Regions from separate parts of the Mus musculus genome. Here all the other regions are linked to region 3. Evidence: chromatin contacts called from public promoter capture Hi-C data. All regions are on one chromosome and are shown on one strand. The core of a region is the stretch at or near the end of the contact, and the rest is flanking DNA. Distances in the headings are between cores, read along the strand shown.

Region 1 (2,700 bases), core at 115-2,614, 2.5 Mb before region 3:
GAGTTTAATAAAAATGCTCTCACCTGTTTGTAAGGTCCCACACACTTAGATCAAAGGTGCCAAAATCCACCCTCTACTGTTTGCAGACAGACAGACTCCTGACTTTGGGGGGGGGGGTATTTTGACACCATGTAGACACAATGGAGATCAGTTATTTTCTACTTGGTTTATTTTTAAATGAATTTTTACAGCTGGCTATTGTCATTTTACAGCCCCTTCTTAAGTGCCCAAAACAGGACTGACTCAATCATACACCTCCCCATTCATTCAAAGAGTTTTGAGACAATTTCTTAAAACTGAGAATTAAGAATTGTCTCATTATACATCTGAACAAAATCTTCTAACTTGCAACTAAAGTGACACTACCTGACTTATATATTTATCTCCAAGGTCTGGACATTGCACTTATATTTCGAATCTCTTTGTTTTCGAATCTCTTTGTTTTCGAGTTCCAAACCCGAAAAGCCCATGGCTGTAAGTCTGAAAACACAAGGAACATCTTTGATTCTGTGGGGTGTTTGTGAGGCACGTATTTATATATGTATTCTTGCTTTTTAATGGTCTCTCTGGACTACGAGGAGAAGATGGAGGGATATACAAGATATACACATTGAATTGGACTTTAATATTTGTCAATTAGAAAGATTAAAGTTTTGCATTTTTTTAGCAAAATCTCAGAAAAACTGTGGTGTCTGGCTAGGTTAGCGTTAAAGACACTGTCGTGTGGCCATTTCCCGGATGGCTTTTACAGTGGCTGTCTCAGGTGTGGAGCTCCAAGGAGCACCTGCTTGCTCACACTCTTAACAGTTCAGAACCAGTGTATTTGAGGCCGGGTGGCTCAGGTTCCACCTAACTGGGCTCGAGTGTCACTAACACTACATGCAATGGGGTATCACCAAGGTGCGCTTTGGAACTTGGATGCTTATTTCAGACTTTCTCCTTTCTTTCCCCCTTTCACTAGTTTCTGTCCCCCTGCTTCTTCTTGGAGCTCGCCCATCTCCTCTTCTTCCTCCCACTCCTCCAAGTCTTGTTCTCTCTCTCTCTCTTTTTTCTTTTTTTTTTTTTTTTTTGCCTTTCCCTTCGCTTTTCCGCCTTCCATCCTCCGCCAGGAACCCGGCTCCCAGGAGGCGCGAGTCGGGCGGGACCCACCGTAGGCGCCAAGCCACCAAAGCTCGTGGCGCGCGCCGCAGGCGGGGGCGCGAGCACGCCCGAGAGCCTTGGCGGGGCTGGGCAGCCCGGGCCGCCGAGCCGCGTGTGCGCGCAGACCGCGAGCCCCCGGCGCGCCCCCGGCGGCCGGGGCCGCAGCGTGCTCGCCCCCGCCGCCAGCTCGCCTCACTTATGGGTCGGAAGCGCTGCGTGGGGGAGACTGTTCCAAGATGGCGGCGGGTTGCTGTGGGGTGAAGAAGCAGAAACTGTCCAGTTCGCCCCCCTCCGGCTCGGGTGGTGGTGGTGGCGCCTCCTCCTCCTCTCACTGCAGCGGGGAGAGCCAGTGCCGAGCCGGGGAGCTGGGACTAGGAGGCGCCGGGACGCGGCTCAACGGACTGGGCGGGCTGAGCGGCGGCGGCGGCAGCGGCGGCGGCGGTGGCTGTCCCCTCTCTCCCCCTCAGGGCTGCGGCGGCGGCGGCGGCGGCGGCGGCGGCGGCGGCAGCGGCAGCGGCGGCGGGGGCATCTCGCTGTCTCCACCTCTGAGCTGCGGAGTGGGAACCCTACTTTCTACTCCGGCCGCCGCCACCGCCTCCTCGCCGTCCTCCTCGTCCTCATCCCCCGGCTCCCGGAAGATGGTGGTGTCAGCGGAGATGTGCTGCTTCTGCTTCGATGTGCTCTACTGTCACCTGTACGGATACCAGCAGCCCCGGACCCCCCGCTTCACCAACGAGCCCTAGTGAGTACCGCGCTCCCCGTCGCCCTCTTCCCCCGGGCTCGGGATGGGGCTCAGAGTTGAGGCAAAGTGTAAGTCCTCCGCCTCCTGTTCGCGGGTGCCCCTCTGTCCCTCCTGCCTCTAGGGTCCCCAGAGTCGCCCGACCCGTGGGGGGCCCTCGGCGCTCCTCTGCTCCACGAGGAGAGCACCCTACCCTCGGAGCAGGGGGCTGCTTTGCCAGCCATGGCCCCCCTGGCTTCCAGACTGCTCCCGCTTCCTCTTTGCGCTAACTTCCAGGAGTTTTGCCCCTTCCCTTCGATCCTTTCTACCCCTCACCCTCCACCCCACCAGCGTCTGGGGCGATCTGGATCACTGTCGGTACCGACCTCTCCTCACTTTACTCGCCATTGCCCCACGTGAAAGCCCCGCCAGTATTCCCGCCCCGCGTACCTTGCACATGGAGAGCTACTATCCCATTGCAGGGTGAAAAATAGCAGTGATCTAACTTCTATTCTGCTAGTGATGGAACTTAGCTCTCGATCTCCAGGGAGGTTGCCCATCTTTTCCTCCGGGTTTCCCTGTTCCTCGGGGAGGGGAGAGGTTTCTTAAAACACCTTTTGCCTTACTACCTATTTTTATCTGAACGTACCCATTAAAATGCATTTCTAGTGAAGCTAGCGCACCACCTCACAGTTGAGAGTGAGACCTTTTTTTTTTTTCCCTCTTCCTTCTTCATTCCAGTGTCTTGGTATAGCACATTCAAAGAATGTTGTCCCCAAAGAGGCACTGTCAATATGTACCAAGCGTGCGTTCGCTTTTGTGTAGATTTCACATTTAAGCAA
Region 2 (2,700 bases), core at 96-2,595, 2.2 Mb before region 3:
TGGAAAAGCATTTGTAAGGGTCCCACTTCCCACGGGAACGAAGTGCTCTACACACCAGTGTCCTGAGCACGCTAATGACTCTTATCACTTAGGCTGCCCAGGAAAAAGTCAACAGACTCACATGCATCATGGTGACCAGGTGACAAGGGTTGAGCAGGTAGATGACGGTCTTGGTGGCGAACTTAAAGCCCACCTCCACCCCGAAGATCAGGCACAGGGCTACTAAGAGCAGATTCTTGCTCAGGCTCTCCTTGCCTTCCTCTGGCCGCTGGGTCACCTGCTGTGGCTGGCTGCTACGGCCACCCCTACCGTCCTCCTTCTGCCTCAGGATGTGCCGCAGGGCCACCAGGATCTCCAACAGGGCCAGGGTCAGGACCACCACACTTTCCAGCAGCCGCTGCTGCCAAGACAGGAAGGCAGCACAGTCGGGGCCCCCATTGCCTGCAAAACTGGGGTCGACGCCCCCATAGAGCCAGTCCAGGAGACTTTGGTAGCTATACCGGGACATGATGCAAAGTGGCTCCACTTGACTACGGTACAGGAAGCAAGAGCGAGATGGAACACGAGACCGAAGGGTTGCCCGGGCGGTGGAACATGTAAGGAGGGCACACCCGCACCCCCCTCTGGACACTGGGGCACCTAGAACAGGGGAGGGAAAGCTACACGCGAGGCCCGGGATAAAGTGCTGGCTCTAACTTGTCCCCACGGCTGTCTGGGGAGCCCCCCGCGCTTCTCCAGTGGCCACCAACGAGGCAGGGTTGAAAGGAGCCGTTGGCCAATCTAAAAGGAAGGAGAGGAAAAAAAGGTCTCAAAGAGGCAATTGCACGGGAATTAACGAAGCGGGGAGGGGTAACTAGTGAGGGAAGAAAAGGGGAACGGGAGTGGTGGCCAAGCAAGCACGGGTGAAGGCAAGTTGGAGGCCAAGAGGGTCAGGACTGGGACCTAGGGGGCCCGGCACTAGGCACTGCCGAGGGAGCCAAGCGGGAGGCAGAAGGGGGTGAGAGAGAGAGGGGACACGCGGAGGCTAGGAGAGAAGCTAGCAGGGCTGGGCAGGCGGGGAGGGCGACGGGGAGGGCAGGGACGCCGGACTCCTCGTCTCAGCCACTCCACGAGAGGGGGGGGGGGTCTTACTCCTGCAACCGCGTGGCCGTCTCTGCCCCCAGCTAGCAACTTCGCCGCCGACGGGGCCCCCTCTCCAGCCAATTTAGAGCAGTCCCGGTCCAGCCTCCCGCCCCTGGGTACACCCCCGAACCCCCAGCTCCACCCCCCCTGGCCCCTCACGCCCGCCCTCCGGGCCAGCGCCACCCTCAGCCCTCCGCCTGCTCCGGACCAGCCCCCCAGGCGCAGGCGGGCGGCGGGAGGAAGCCGAGAGGGAGGGCGGGGACGCGGGGCCAGCCAGGGGCCGGGCCATGGGGCCGCCACCCTCCGCCCCGCCGCCACCGCTCCATCTTCCCGCTCCTCCTCGTCCGGCCCCCCGAGGACTGGCCGCCGAGTCCCCCTGGGGCTCCACTCACCCGCTGCTCGGCTCCGCTGCCCGGGCTCCACCGAACTCTCCGTCTCCCCTCACTCCCCGCAGCCCCAGGCGGCACTCGGCTGGGCTCCCCAGGCGGCCGCAGCAGCAGCAGCAGCCGCCACCGCCGCCGCTCCGGCTCCTCCTCCTTGCCTTCCTCCCCCGGCAGCCGCCGCTCGCTTCCTCCGGTTTCCCCTCCCTCTCTCCACCCCCTCGTCGCCAACTCCCTCCACCTTCGGCCCTCCTCCCGTCCACTTCACCCCCTCCCTACACACACACACACACACACACACTCCTCCGATCCACTTCACTCCCTCCCTACACACACACATACACACACACACACACACACATACACACGTCTTCAAGCCACCACTGCCCCGCCTCGCAGCCTTCCCTCCACAGCCTACCCACTTCGTCCTCGCTTCCCACCTCCTGCCCTGCTTCCTCTCTGCTCCCCACCCCACCCCACCCCACCCCCGCCCCCACCCTGCTACCCTCGGAGGCCCCATCCCCGCCTCTTTCCTCCTCCTTCTCCAGCCTGGTCTTCTGCACTCCAAGCGTGCACTCGCGCACAGTTTTGCTCTTTCGCCACTGTGACTGAATTCACCTCCCCACCTAAGCCTGGCGGACTAACTCCTCCGTTGACCTGGTTCTCGGGCCACTACTTTGCATACCTGACCACATACTGGGCACTCAGCCGGTCCTCGCTAACTTCTAGGAGTAAGGCTGTGAAACTGATGGACAGGCTTTAGCTTGGGGAGTGTGCTGAGTATGGACTTCCTGCTTCCTCCCTTCGGCCTTGAAATGGGAGATTCAAAAAAAAAAAAAAAAAAAGACCATAAAAGTATTGCTCACCTTCTTGTCACAGCCTCACTTTCTTCTTGAGTGCCTAAATTTGAGGATTTCTCCTCGGACTCCTTCTAACCCAGCTCTGATGCTTTTCTCTCTCTCCCCCCTCCCCCCACCCTACACAAACCTTGCTGGCTCTCTCCCTCCTTCCCTCCTGCCGTCCTTCTTCCTCTCCGCCCCCTTCCGACCACAGCGAACCTTCAGTGATAGACTTGGTGGAGGAAAAGAAGATTCTCCTGACCTCTTTCCCTCCCCACCCCCGTCCCCCACCCGCAGAGAGAGACAGAGACAGAGACAGAGAGACACAGAGAGCGAGAGACAGAGAGAGCGCAGCTGCT
Region 3 (2,700 bases), core at 184-2,683:
AATACAGTGCTCTAGAGGATCCTGTATATAGCTGGAAGGGGGCACTAAAAGAAGCACGGTCCAATAGTGCATGTGGATGATGACTGGGGCTAAGACAGTTCTGTTAGCAATTTTTCGGAGACCGTCTCACTACATAGTCCTGACTAGTCTAGAGTTAACTATGCAGACTAGGCTTGCTTCAAACTTGCTTCTCCTGCTCTTGCCTAGTGGCATGCGACAGCACACCAGTGCTGGGCCACGAGTTTTATAGCAGAGCACCAAAAAGACGACATTCAAATTTCCCTTTGCTGTTTGAGCTAGCTCTTCCACTGCGTTATTATTTTGTCACTGAACACTCACGTGTAAGTCGTTCCCTAAATCCTCACGCATTTAACACTAAGAAGTGGCTACAATGGAGGAGGGGCGGAGTGCTTGTATTATTATGTCTGCCAGTAGCGGAATTGGAAACCGTCAAAAATTCGAATTCTACAACTAAGGTTTCCCTATTTTTTTGGGATGACTTAAGCTGAGATGTCGAAGATCAAGGATGTTGAGCTCAAAGCAACCACTTTACCCCATCTACTGAATTTAACTTAAGGGTGGTTTGATTCCTCGACAGACAGGATAGGAAAAGCCGACACCGTGCCAGTCTAAGGGAACGTGGTAACGTTTTCGCGCCCTCAGAACACAATGTTTCCCAAGACCAAACCAGAACGCTACCATTTCCAACCAAAAAGCTTTTCAAATCTAGGAAAAAGACCACGATGGGGCTCAGAACGCCATAGGTTCTCTGATGTACACCAGTCGACGCGCGGAAAGTGAACCGAATCCAATCTACTGGCTCCACAGTGAAGCGACAAGCCACGTGTCCCCATGCCCAAAGCTAAGCGCCCGTACACCTCCAGACATTCCAGGAGGCCATTACCCCCCGACATTAGATCCTCCATCCCCAACCCCCAAACGTAGCGGCCTCAGCTCCCATCTCCATCTTGGCTCCACCTAACCGCGCGCAGCGAGGATGAACGCGACCCTCTCGGGAGGTAAAATAACGGAACAACCCGCGAGGCAAGCTAACCTCTGCTGCCCCTTTCTGCCCATCCTCTGCTGCCAGGAAATCCCACGGCCGCTCCATCCCCCGAGTTGCCATGGCCTGGGCAGGTCAGGTACACTCAAGGTACCAATTGCGTCCTTACCAGGTCTCCTGGTTGCTGAATTTCTTAGTCACCACCTTGCCTAGCTCAAGGCCCAGGCGGTCAGCGATTTTCTGGGATAAGTCCTGGTGGGAGCTCCCGCTGAAGATTTTGATATTCGGCATCTTGGGTAACTACCTCAACGTGCTCAGTGGTCGCCGCCGCCGCCGCTGCCAACACGGGAACGGAAGTCAGCAGGCAGTCTGAACACCAACAGTACCGCGTTGCTACTCCGCCATCTTACATTCCCGCCCAGCGCGCGGCATTAAATTGCCCAGGGGGCGGGATTACAAAGGAAGTTCTCCACCCAGCCTTTTCTGATTGGTTGGACGGGTGTGAGGGGCGGAGTCTTCCGGTAATGTTGCCGCCCAACCACTCTCTGGTAATTTGTTCAGAGGCGTGAAACGGGTTAAATTAAAGCACTTTTTACATCACAAAGATAGCCACAACGCAGGCGCATCGCAGGCAAAGGGCTTGTTTACCAACTCTAAATACCAAGTGTACTTTCTACCTGGAAGGCAAGCCCTAGGGGAAAGTGACTGAAGGTGAGTCACCCTGGGACAATGCGAGAGAAAGTTAATGTTTTGTCCTTATCACTGGATTCTAGTTTGCTCAATTAGAGAAGGAGTGTGGCTTTCCCCAAATATCTGGGTGATAAAATTATGATTAGCTAAAGATTGGAAGAAGAAAAAGTAAAGTATTATCCATGAAGAACCCTGAAAGAATCAGCATAGTGTTTAAGTCTGCCACAATTACAAGGTAATCTGGCTAACCTAGCCTTTTACACACGCTAACTGGACCAGTGCAAACTTGTGCAAACTAGTGCAGACTCTGTTTTAACAGTATTCCAGACAGCCATGAATTAGATGTAAAGGAAGAGTCACACAATTTTAGAATAAAAAAAAAATCAGTACCAAGGTGGCATACACCTTTAATCCTAGTATTCTGGAGGAGGCAGGCAGGCAGATCTATGTCAGTTCTAAGCCAGACTGATGTACAAAGGGAGTTCAGGGCCACCAGAGATATATAGTGAGATCTTGTCTCAAAGCAGCAACAATCAACAAAACCAAAATCATGACTACCAGGTATGGTGGTACATGCTTATCATCTTAACACTAAGGAGACTTAGTCAGGGGGGATCATGAGTCCCAAGCTAGCCTCGTACACACAATGTGACTCTGAGCCAGGCGTGGTGGCTCACACCTTTAATTTCAGCACTCTGGAGGCAAAGTGAGATCCAGGACAGCCAAGGAGATACAGAGAAATCCTGTCTCTAGGATTAAAGGCATGCAGCATCACTGCCCAGCCAGGCTTTGACAGCTGGGCACATTGGAATTATCAGCACTTATGAATTGGGCTTATCTCTATGAGTTCGAAGCCAGTCTTGTCTAGTGAGTTCCAGAACAGCTAGAGCTACATAGAGAGCCCCCTGCTCTCTCTGTATTGTTGCTCTTAAAATTGTCCGGCAAGGAGCTAACCCAAACCACTTTGGGGACTGAAGAGATGGCTCAGCGGTTCAGAACAAGTATTG

The links. Promoter capture Hi-C pulls out the DNA fragments that hold promoters and counts their contacts.
Region 1: a promoter capture Hi-C map of cranial neural crest shows a contact between it and region 3. The contact joins the promoter of Ammecr1 here to the promoter of Prps1 in region 3. A contact is called at or near these places in 2 of 39 promoter capture datasets (cranial neural crest and pre-B cells).
Region 2: a contact with region 3 is called in a promoter capture Hi-C map of pre-B cells. The contact joins the promoter of Tmem164 here to the promoter of Prps1 in region 3.

What each region holds. Positions count from the first base shown.
Region 1 is chrX:142,965,390-142,968,089 of GRCm38.p6, reverse strand. It overlaps Ammecr1 (Alport syndrome, mental retardation, midface hypoplasia and elliptocytosis chromosomal region gene 1), which reads left to right and starts at 1,364. Exons shown (of 6, transcript NM_019496.4): 1 at 1,364-1,882. The coding sequence starts at 1,377.
Region 2 is chrX:142,680,371-142,683,070 of GRCm38.p6, reverse strand. Tmem164 (transmembrane protein 164) reads right to left here and starts at 1,345. Exons shown (of 7, transcript NM_001199360.1): 1 at 1,132-1,345; 2 at 122-780. The coding sequence starts at 508.
Region 3 is chrX:140,455,336-140,458,035 of GRCm38.p6, reverse strand. Prps1 (phosphoribosyl pyrophosphate synthetase 1) reads right to left here and starts at 1,433. Exons shown (of 7, transcript NM_021463.4): 1 at 1,173-1,433. The coding sequence starts at 1,294.